Linked DNA regions of Columba livia: region 2 is linked to region 1. A link is a contact called in public Hi-C data. All regions are on one chromosome and are shown on one strand. The core of a region is the stretch at or near the end of the contact, and the rest is flanking DNA. Distances in the headings are between cores, read along the strand shown.

The links. A called contact is a pair of places that touch in the nucleus more often than the background predicts.
Region 2: a Hi-C map of crop shows a contact between it and region 1, with 3 times the contacts expected there. The contact joins the promoter of DHRS7B here to the promoter of FLCN in region 1. A contact is called at or near these places in 2 of 2 Hi-C or Micro-C datasets (crop and liver).

The regions. Positions count from the first base shown.
Region 1 is chr15:13,223,272-13,228,836 of bColLiv1.pat.W.v2, forward strand. FLCN (folliculin) reads left to right here and starts at 3,285. Exons shown (of 12, transcript XM_065031355.1): 1 at 3,285-5,035. COPS3 (COP9 signalosome subunit 3) reads left to right here. Exons shown (of 12, transcript XM_065031375.1): 9 at 426-512; 10 at 836-949; 11 at 1,480-1,560; 12 at 1,809-3,058. The coding sequence ends at 1,862.
Region 2 is chr15:13,454,974-13,460,998 of bColLiv1.pat.W.v2, forward strand. DHRS7B (dehydrogenase/reductase 7B) reads left to right here and starts at 2,751. Exons shown (of 7, transcript XM_065031373.1): 1 at 2,751-3,001. The coding sequence starts at 2,940. LOC135575516 (a long non-coding RNA gene) reads left to right here. Exons shown (of 2, transcript XR_010466391.1): 2 at 1-1,560.

The DNA.
Region 1 (5,565 bases), core at 2,035-4,534:
TCAGCTGAGAGATCAGATTAATCCTTAATCAGGGGAAAGGTGTTTTTTTGCAAGTTCCAGTGATGTAGTAGAACTAAGCTGAGAAGTAATGCAATACACATCTCCTGAAGGAGCTTCAAGGGCTGGACAGTCACCTTATTCATGTAGAAAGGTGAGGGAAGAGGTTGGACTTGGTCAGGACTGTGTCTGGGGTAAAAAGGAATTGCGGAAATGGAGTAATGGCACCATAAGTTTGGTGTGCACACACGTGCAATATTGGAGGAAGAACTGACTCCACTCTCATGGTGCTTTTATAAGTAATAACTATATATTCCACTTGCTTCTTCCCCTCAGACTCCAAAAGTAAGGTTGCATAGGCCATGAAGGCTTGATAGCAAAACTTCTTAGCATCAAGTTTTAACAATTTAATATTTTCTACATTTCAGACATTTTTAACATTGTCATTACAAGACATGGCAAGTCGAGTGCAGTTGTCGGGGCCACAAGAAGCAGAAAAATATGTCCTCCACATGGTAAGACTTGTGACTTGGCTGAACTATCCTAATTTAAAAACTCATCTCATTTAAGACTCAAGTGTTTGGATCGGCAGTGCATGTTCTGAACACCTGAAGAACGGTTCTTTTTCAGTGTGAAGGAAATACTGTCGGTCTGCTGTGGTGTTTAGGCTGTTCTCAAGAAACCTTAAAACGTATTCTCTGTTCAGATAAGGCATGGGAAGCTGTTAGGAAATAAAGAGCAAACCAGTTAAAGATGATTCCACAAGGAGACTGTGTGGTGTAGTTACCTGAAGTTCTGTTCTTGGTGATACCTTACGTTAAACCGTATCTCATTTCAGATAGAAGATGGTGAAATCTTTGCAAGTATTAATCAGAAAGATGGTATGGTCTGTTTCCATGATAATCCTGAAAAATATAACAATCCAGCGATGCTTCATAACATTGATCAGGAGGTAAATCTTTAAGCTATTAACTGCTTTTGGCATTCCTACTGAAGAACTTTAGTCTGTAATCAGGGAGCTACTGGGAGAAGCCAGTGTAGGTAACATACATGTAGAGATTGAGGACTATAAATCATTATTTGACTCTTTCACAGTACTGGTATGTAAAGGTTTTAGATGGATGGTCAGTCACAGTCAATGCATTCCCTGTTTTATCTTCCTTGCATTGAATGGGTTGGAAAGATTGGTTTTAGAGTTCAAGGATCACTTTCCCTGGCTATCGATAACCTGCCTGGTGGGTGGGTGACCCACATGGGACCCTCTATCAGTGTCATTAAAAAGGATTGTTAGGAAGACATGGATCAAAATAAGGGAATGAAAAATGGTCTGACGCTCTTGTTTGGGAGATGAGGGATGAGAACATTTTGACGTAGAACTTTTGTGATGGCAAAAGTTACTGGTTCTACATAGCACAGCTGTGAAATATCTTGAAGATCATGTACAAGCTGGACAAAGTAATTAACTTAATATATATTTTTAAGATGCTGAAATGTATAGAGTTGGATGAACGACTGAAAGCCATGGATCAAGAGATCACTGTGAACCCTCAGTTTGTGCAGAAGGTAATTGATTTAGTGTCTTGTAAGAGATTCAGTGCAGTATGCATTGCACTGTATTTACAGTGTTAATAATTACATATTATTAATACCATGTGCATAAACATCATCAACAAAAAGGAAGTGCATGTTTATTTCGTATGCACTTTATTTTCCTACCTGTTAACTTCAGAGAGCTGTCTTCAAAGAGCTGTCTGGCTCAAAGGTAAACCTTCAAACCTGTTGTTGAAAAGAAATAACTCTCTCTCTTCCAGAGTATGGGCTCTCAAGAAGATGACTCAGGGACCAAACCATCCAGTTATTCCTGAAATTCATGTTGCTCACCACTCCGCTTTCAAGTAAAAGCTTATGAAAGAATCACGCCTGGAATAGGGCATTGAGGAGTTCCACGAAGAGAGCAGAAAGAACTGAGCTTTGCTTTTCCACCCGGACATTAAAAAAATAAAAGAACACCCTCTCAGTACTGTACAATATCAGAAATATTCTCTGCAAAGAAAAAGGAAATCTCAAAAGAAACTTAAAAGTCTGTTTTGGATTTATTTATCTTCAGATTAACATCGTTAATGCATTAAATAATCTACCTTTTGTTTTAAAGGGTTTGAATGTTGCTGTGTTTCTGTAGCAGTCCTTTTTTCTCTTCTGAAAAGAAAACAAGTGTTATTCAGGGAAGAATACAAACTAGTGTTGATTCACTTACAAGATAATTAATTCCTGGTTCATTATTCTGTATTTGAAGTTGGCTCGAAGTGCAGATTTATCATGTGTGTGGTGGGGGAGAGGGGTGGAGTTTAAATAACTTCTTTACATTAGAGTTTACATGTGGCCAGTGTTGCTGGCTGCTCTCTCTGAAATGAAATAGGAACTGTGTTCTTCCCAAAAGGATGAGCTAATTAAGGAGTCCTTGTAAGGCAGTTTTGCTGAAAAGCAGAAGTGACTAGAGGGAATCCTTATGTGACAGCTATTTATGTTTTTAAGTTACTGGTACAAAATATCTTCTAATTACATTTGCTCTTAGATCAAACTTATTAGACCTAAACGAACGGATATTTGAAAGATCTTGGTGTTCTGGAAGATTCTAGATATGAAGTTGTTCACACCAAAAGAAATTTAAATTGTCGTTCTTATACAATTGGCATGCAGGTATTCAACAGGCTGATACTTTTCTGTGGTGGAAATGAGTGAAGACCATGCTATAGATCTTTGTTTCCAGAGAAAATAATTCTATATGGAACACAGAATTCTATACAGCTCTCAATATGCAGGATTTTATTTGGAGACGACATGCTTCAATGCTATCTGGTTTTCAATTCACTACTTTAAACATAAGAACTTTGTTGTTGGGTTTAAGTGCTTCACCCCTTAAATCAATGGGCTATTTGATTTTTTTTGTAGCTCTCGCGTATCTGAAGATTCTCACTGTCCAAACACCTTAGAAACACTTTGTCTGTACAAATCTCCTACAACCAGGCATAAATAAACCTGTCAGCAAGTCAGAATGCGAGAAGCTCAGCATTCAGTGCTTCCTACTTAAATGCCTGACTATGAGCTGCTTGCTGCTGCTAACCTGCCACTTTTTTTCAGGAGCCTAAGTGGGAGTTGAGCATTTTTGGCTCTTGCCATGTGAAGCTTGTACGTATTGAGGTCGCCCGTGGTTGAAAATCTTCCGTTTGTGCTTCCAGTGCTGATACAGAACTGTCGGGGTCTTTGTTTAAAACTGGTGTCTCCATTCTAGCAGAGCCTCTGTGACAGCTGTTTGCTTTCTACTAGAAACGTCCCCAGGTTGTTCTCTAGGTGGCGAATGGCGTTTTAAAAAGTATAAAATAGCAATTTAGTATTGAACACAGCATCAATCCATAGCACTAGGAGCTCACCATTGAGTACTTGTGCTTCCTATCATAGAGGCTTCCACATGTGAAGGCAACTTTTACACCTGATCTTACAATCTTGTTGCTTGGTGTTTTGGGGTTTGGTTGGTTGGTTTGGGGGGTTTTTGGTGGTTTGTTGTTGGTTGGTTGTGTTTTGTTTGTTTCCTTTTGTTTTGGTTTTTGTTTAGTTTTTTGTTTGTTTCTTTTTTTCTCCATAATTTGTTAATTCTGCAGTGATTTCAATGCTGAACATGCTTATGCAGTTTTTCTCATCCTGTGGAAGTGTGAAAGGAGTCGATCAGTCATGCTGTGGGCTCCAACAGGAACCTGGCGTGTCGAGGTGTCTACAGTAAAGTGCTGCAGATGAGAACCCCAAATTGCCACCTGTACAGAAATGCAGATGGCTCATCTTTCCTTGCCACGGGCTCACTTGCTGGGCAAGAATGGATGCAACATGCTTTTGTGAAGGTGGAGAAGAACCAGAAATGCTGCAGGATGGCTTTGTCTGGGCAATTACAATCTGATACATACAGCTGGCGAATAGCTACATTTCATTGGGTTTTTGGTTGGTTTTTTTTTGGTTGGTTTCTGGTTCTTTGGCTGTTTTGATTTTTGTATTTGGTTGGGTTCTTTTAAATTTTTCTTCTAAAGTAGCTAAAATAAATCCATACTACACATCAAAAGGGTGGTAGAAATAGCTATGTAATAGTTTCAAATGATATATGACGTTCTTAAATCTGTTTTGTAAAGGGGCGAATGCTTTTTAAAGTTGGAGAACTGCGAATGTTCCTTTTCTGATGTGCCTCGCTGCGCTGTTTAACTCCGCTTGCTGTTAATAATTCAAAGTCAGGTCCCACCTGTAGAATCTGAGATAAGGCATTCACCGAAAGTGCTTCAGGGAAGGGCTTTTAAGTAGTGGTTCGATAAACACATGGTCTGGCATCTGCATGTCTTGAGATACTGTTGAAATTAAGTCAGATTTTTAATGAAGTAGCTCCCTCAAGTCTTGGAACTAATTGCATGGGCTGTGATCAGCTGAGACACTTTGATAAAGACTTGAGCTTTCTGGTTTTAATGTGTATTTATTGCAGGGAAGGAATTTTGAGCAAATATAAGAACACCGCGTGCTGTGCTCCTCCAAATTTAGACTCTCGGAGATCCTGTGGCCAGTTCTTCCTGTTGTGCGCGGCCACAGGATGCGTTCGCAAAACACCGAGTGCATGCTTTGATATCTAACTCCTAATTTTCATGCGCCTTAATTAGCAAAGATACAAAATGAAGCTCTGAAGGTAGCATTAGACGTGCAACTACACTTCTTAGCCACAGGAGGGGTCTCTAGTTCAGTTATTATTAGCAAGTATGAAAACGTTTCTAGGAAGAAATGGTTAGAAGCTGTTTTGTGTACAACCACCCATTGTATTTTAGTGCCACCGAGGAGTCGCGGTTAGTGACAGTCGCACCAACGCTGCTCCACACGCTCCCGTGTAACTCCAGCCGCCTCCTCTGCCACAACTCCCCGTGTCGGTTCTACGGCGCAGCCGCGGCCCCTTGTACATGTTACAGGCGATCTGTGTAACCCAGGAAATGTTTTCTGCATGGCCACACTGGCTGAGGAGGTTAGTCCCGAGCAGTTGTTTAAATGTACCATTGGAAAATAAAGATAACAAACGAGTCGTTCCTCTTAGTTTGTCTTAAATGAGATAGTAGGTATTTTGTATTTCTTTTCCTTAGTTTGTTTGTGTGGGTTTTTTTTTTATTTTATTTGGGGGTTGGAGGGGTGTCTTTTGTTCTTGTTGCTTCTCAGGACGTGTGATTCTGGCCAGGGGCTGCTGGTTGTGGCCGTGGGTGGCAGTGCCCTGAGCTCCCCAAGCTCTGCCCCTGGTTTCTCGGAGCTCTCCTGAGCTACCGTGAGTAGAAACACTTGTTCTCTGTGCAAACTGCGTGTCTTCCTGGGGAAGTGCTGCTACAGGTCCTTTTCTGAGATGGGATCCAGGATTAGATGGATCAAACGTTTCTACCCAGATCTGATCTCTGTGTTAGAACAGTCTTGTGTATCACTGACCACCCGAGCGTTTTCTTCAGAGCCGTAATCCCACACGTGGCTGCGTAGATCCGGAGATGCACATTGCGGTGCTATCGCTGCCAG
Region 2 (6,025 bases), core at 1,501-4,000, 230 kb after region 1:
AAAGCCTGTGACCTGAACCTACAGCAAAATTCTCCCAAAGAGCGGAGAGACGAGTGACCAGGTGTCCAGCACAAGTTCTCCAAAAGGAGTTTGATGTCCATCAGAGCCCAGTTCCAACCAGAACGAGAATTGCTGCAAAAATCAAGACCATCTTCTTGGTTGCACTGCCTAGAAGGGACACAGACGACTGATCCGCACAGAGCTGCAGGGGCAAAGAACAGAAAAGGCCTCAAGAAGCCCTTTTTTCCTCTATTTTCTACCTTAGGTCTCTGTTTCTTCCCCTAACTCCCTAGTCTGTTTTCATTCACCCCTATAAACCCAACCTATGAGAGCAGGGAGGGGAGGAGGAGAGTCTGCACTTTGATATCAAAGGCTGAGACAAGAAATTCTTTAATCATGCCCCAGCCCTTTGAACATTTACATTTTCCAGCCAAAGGCACAGTGAAATTGGGAGCTTTCAGTTCACACTAGTTCAAGGATGTTTTTCCCAGGGGAAGGTTTTTGTTACTCTGTGGGGATTTCTGCACAGATCGTTGCTCTCAGGGTAAGCAACCAAAGCTTTTCCTAAGACAGAAGCTCCATCTTATACTCCTTGAAAAAAAAGGTGACAAGTAAGAGCCTGGAAGAAGTAGAGCACAAAATTGTTGCCTTAGAGAACAGGGTTAAAAGGCTGTAGATGTGCATTCAGTGATGCTTGCACTAAAGCAGATGTCACCAAACACAAGTGCAAATAGTTCCTTGAGTCTGGAGATGGTTTTTGTCCCCCCAAAGAAGAGCTCTCACACTTCGGCGATAGAACAGCAGGATGTTTGTCAAGGAAGTGTTAAAATGCTAAAAGGATTCCAGCCCTTTGCAGTTCTGTCTTGACACAGTGAGAATGAATGAGGCTGAGCGCTAATAAAAACAACAGGCGGAGTTTTAGAAGACTGGATCAACATTTACCAGTATCGTCTCCAAAACAAAAGTCCTCGATTTAAGACAGACTCCCCTGCAATGTTCCTGTGAACAAAGGCACGTTGTCATAACTCAGCCACCCAACTGCCCTCCAATGTGCAATGTGTGAATCAGCAGGTTTAAATTGACGCTGAATTTGTTGCTAATTACACTGGGTTAACCTAAGAAAATAGATTCCCGATCAAAGCAACAAAGACAAGCCTCAGTTCGATTAATTTCCTCCTCTAATTGCAACTCCAGCCTAACCCTTTGCTCTGTGATTTGCTGCTCACAGTTCTCTGCAGGGCAAGTGGTTTCAATCGACTTTGCCAGTCTGGTGACAGACTATTCCCTGTTAAAATAAACAGGCTGGCAGATAGCAGGGAAATAACCACAGGAGCTTGGACAGAGCTCGTGGGCAACCGTTGCCTTGTAAGAAAGAGAACGCACCAGGTTACAGCTCACCCTGCCCTGCTTTGGTGGGGAAAATGGTCTGAACTGGCTTTTTCCAGCTCTGATTTTCAGAAGACTGAACTGGCTTCCAGTAAGGTCACCATGACATAAACTACCTGATCTGGGTTTTATTTTTCAGTTTCATTTGTGTAAATAAAATTAATGATTCTTTCATTTCATAGTGGTTCTGCAGCCAAAAAAAGGGCATTACCGTGAGACCTTTCAGAATGTGATTCTTTTTAGGAAGATTTTGAATTCTTTTCTCCTTTTTCCTTAACTATTGATCGCTTACTGACGACAAACACTGAAGCTGTGAATCCATTTCAGTGTTTTTCCTATTAGAGGAGAGGAGCAGAAAACTGTTATCAGAAAAACTTGTGATAAAACTGTCTTTTAAACAGCCATGCAAGATCTTGCTGCTGTTCACAGGGAAAAGACATCTGGGATTAACCACCTTTGTGTCTGGATAACAGTAGAGTATTTCCAACTCCCTCTGTAGATGTATTTTTTGCTCACGCACATCAAAACAAACAGGTGGAAAAGCTCCCGGTGCTGGGATGAAGCCACACGCCCTTTGCTTCTTCAGGGCAAAAGCTCCTTCAGCCACTACGTCCATTTGGACTTTGGGATCGCTGGGGCCTTGGAAATGCTCTATTCCCCATATCAGAGACATTACCTCATAGAGCAGATTTAAAGCCATGGAACCTGTAGCACATTCAGGCCCCGTTTTATCACAGACAAACCAACATGTTTTCAAACCACGGCAAACAGCTCAATTAAAACCTGAGAAATGAGATTTGCCCTCATCACGACTTCGAAAGGGACCCTGTGGAAATGCCTCTTTTTCTCCTTTTACAGGAATTCACCCATTGTTCCTCACAGTCCCGACGCGCGGCTTCTCCATCTTCAACTTTATGTGGAGATATCAAAGAAAACAACTGAATTTAGGTCAGTGTAACCAACAACGTGCACACACAAGGACGACCATCGCGAGCGGGAAATCTTCCGAGCTCACCAGAGACCCAGTTTGGAGGATAGAACCATTTTGGTTGGAAAAGCCCTCTAAGATCACCCAGTCCACACGTTAACTGGGAATTACGGCAGGTTCCCGTAAAACAGGCCACAGATACACCCTGCCCAGCACAACCGCTTCAGAACAGCCACGTTTCTGTGTCTTGGCTCTGATGGTGAAAATGAGCCTCGGCTGGAGGTGTCTGTCTGCGCCCACCCCAAATCCCGCCCCCCATGGCCGGCCCTCCCTCCCCCCGGCCCCTCGGTCGGCCCGGGACGGAGCCACGAGAAGCGATACCCGTTCGAAGGGCTGGAGTCCCGGCTCAGGTGACAACCCTCGGCCTCAGCGCTGCTCAGGGTGGGCCAGGCCGCAGATTCCCGGCGGAACCGCAGCCCCGGGGCCGCCGCTCCCCGCACGGGCGGCACCTGCGGACGGACCGGCGGGAACGCAACCGCCCGCCGGCTGCGCCACTTCTGGTTTAGATCGAGGAGGGGCCGTCTGCCATTGGACGCCCTGCGCAAAGCCCTCCCCTGTCCTGGCAATGCCTCAGGCGCATGCGCACGCCGCACTTCCGGCGGCGGCCATGGTGACGGCGGCAGGCAGGTAGGGCCCGGCGGCCTCTCCGCGTCCCCGGCCTTTCCCGGTCCCCCTGTGACCCTGCGGGCTCAGCCCACCCGCCGCCCATCTCCCTGGGGAACCCGCGGGGGGGGCCGGGGCTGCGGGCCCTGAGGGCCGGAGTGTGCGAAATGCGGGAGGGGGAGAGCGCCCCTGGGCTCTGGTCTCTTAAATACGCGTTTATCTATAAATCAAGGCGGGGAGAGACATGAAGTCAACTTTCGTTTCCTCACTGTGTTTTAAGTTATTCTTTATTTGGTCAATGTCTGCAAAGTGCTTCCTCTGGCACAGCAAATGTGTTAATTTCCTAATTGTGCCACTTGGATTCACCTTTCTTTGCGTCCCAGACACCAATCGAGGATTTTCGAGTGGGAGGGTTGGAAGTGGAGCCCGTAGCTGAATAAAAGCGTCAGGAAGTTAGGAGATTATTTCTCCAGCCTAGTCTGGTTTTGGGGTATTGTTTACGTTACTTTATGCGCATAAAGTGTGTAATGAAACCTGATGATGAAAGTGCACAGTGGCATTTCAGCAACTCAGTTGTTTGAATCAGTGTAACCAATGTTTTTTCTCATTGGATTTTGAGGGTTTTTTTTAAGTTTAAATTACAGGGATCTTGTGCATCAGAGAAATTGTCAGCAGATGTCCCATTGGCTCATATTAATTCACCGATTTAACAGCCAATGCTAGATTACCTTTCTCTAGCTTAGTTGCCTCTGTTTGATTTCAGTTTCTTTCCAAAGCAGTTGAGCCAGTAAAACGATTTAGCTGCTATAAAACACAAGTGATGCTCCCTTTTCTCCCTGTCAAACGTGGCTTACAAGTGAATTTGGTCTGCTGGGGGGAATGCCCATTTCCATAGTAAATACCGTGTTTTGATACAGTGTGAGGAGAACCTCATCTCTCTGTTCGGTTGTGCTCAAAGTTCTCAAGAATCCTACTAAAGAAAAGAAAAGTCTGTTTCCTTTTCATTACCATGTTACCAGAGTATGCCCCAAAACGAATTAGAATAATAGAGAATTGCATCTGATTCACAAGTTGCCTTTTATTTTTTTTCTATCTGGAGTGTGGAAATACTAGTGTTGGACTTGATAGATGCTCTGGATTCAACAGTATAAATTATTCATTTAATACTAAAAATAATCACAGGGTCACTGTAAGTTTTGTATCGTTTTGAATTCACCTTTCTCTTTAACCTGGGGGTTAAATTCCCCCCGCATTTCAAAGGTCACAGGCTGTATTCCCAAGGTTTGTTTTTAGCAGCAGCTCCTGGCTGCGCTGACATTGGACACAGCGCGTTTGCTCGGATCGCTGCCACTTCCAAATTTAAGTCAGGTCTGTCCCGTTAAAAGACCAGAGGGAGACACCAGCTCAGAGTCACTGGCAAGTCAGTTCTTTCCAAAGGTAGGACATTGTGCTTTCTTCACACTAAAGTCGGTACCTAATCGAGCTTAGAGCTGCTGTGCTTCTGCACACGGGTTTCCTTAGAAAAGACGGATATTTTTTTCTTTCCTCTTATCCCCCCACCTTTTAATGGCACCTTTTGATTTCTGAAAATAGCCTCCCAGTTGCTGCCATTTGTCACGTAAAGGACAATGTGATTCTCGGTGGCTGAAGCTGAAGGAGGTGTTGTTTAGGTGTTGTTTAGGTGTTGTAACTGTCACAGTTTTAGTTTCTTTTAGGACTTGATCTTTGCTGCCTTTAGTGCACTCTTGACCTTATTAACTAAGATCCTTGTTTCTTCAGAAATCATCCTGGCTTTGATAACATCCAGATTTTGTTTTAAGGGGAAAGGTTTGGGTTTTTTTTCAACTGGATATATGAGATTTATTTTATGGTGTACCTTTCAAAAAGTTTCCAATCACCTGTATTTGCTTACGTTACCCATGTTGGACAGCAGGGTGACCATGAGCCAGCACTGGGCCCTTGTGGCCAGGAAGCCAATGGTACCTGGGGTGGGTTAGAAGGGGGTGGTCAGTAGGTCAGAGAGGTTCTCCTGCCCCTCTGCTCTGCCCTGGGGAGACCACACCTGGAATATTGTGTCCAGTTGTGGCCCCTCAGTTCCAGCAGGACAGGGAACTGCTGGAGAGAGTCCAGCGCAGCCACCAAGATGCTGAAGGGAATGGAGCATCTCCTGTGTGAGGAAAGGCTGAGGGAGCTGGGGCTCTGGAGCTGGACAAGAGGAGACTGAGGGGGGACTCATTCCTGGGGATCAATATGGAAAGGGGGAGTGTCAGGAGGATGGAGCCAGGCTCTTCTCGGTGACAACCAATGACAGGACAAGGGGTAATGGGTGCAAACTGGAACACAGGAGGTTCCACTTAAATTTGAGAAGAAACTTCTTCCCGGTGAGGGTGGCAGAGCCTGGCCCAGGCTGCCCAGGGGGGTTGTGGAGTCTCCTTCTGTGCAGACATTCCAACCCGCCTGGACACCTTCCTGTGTAACCTCATCTGGGTGTTCCTGCTCCATGGGGGGATTGCACTGGATGAGCTTGCCAGGTCCCTTCAACCCCTGACATTGTGTGATTCTGTGAACTGGTTCATACTGATGAGCAATGGGTACTGCCTGACTTTTAGCTGGGAGGTGTGGGGGCTCTTTTCCCCCAGCCCCTGTGGAAGAGAGTTCAGTCCTTGCGAAGTCAACATATATTTTTGCCAAATAATATGATAAAAATATGCTGTAATGAAACATGGGGCTCCCTCCCATCTCCTGCTGTGGTTTAGTTAGAAAATGTGTCAGAAAAGCCCCTCTTCCCAATTACCTTGTCATCTGCTTTACACTGTCATCTGCATTTTACTGACATCAGAAGCAAAGCTGGTCAGGGCCAGATTTTAAAAACGCCTCAGCTTCAACCTGGGCTGGTAAAGGAAGCGCCACTCCAGCTGTCAGCTCCCGCTTGGGAAGTAACGAAAGGTCCTCCATGGGTGGTGAAGATTTTTTATTCCAAAATGCCCTGAAAGCCACGCTGCTCAGTGTCAGCGCAGCACCTCTTGTTCCTGCCCGCATCTCATCTTC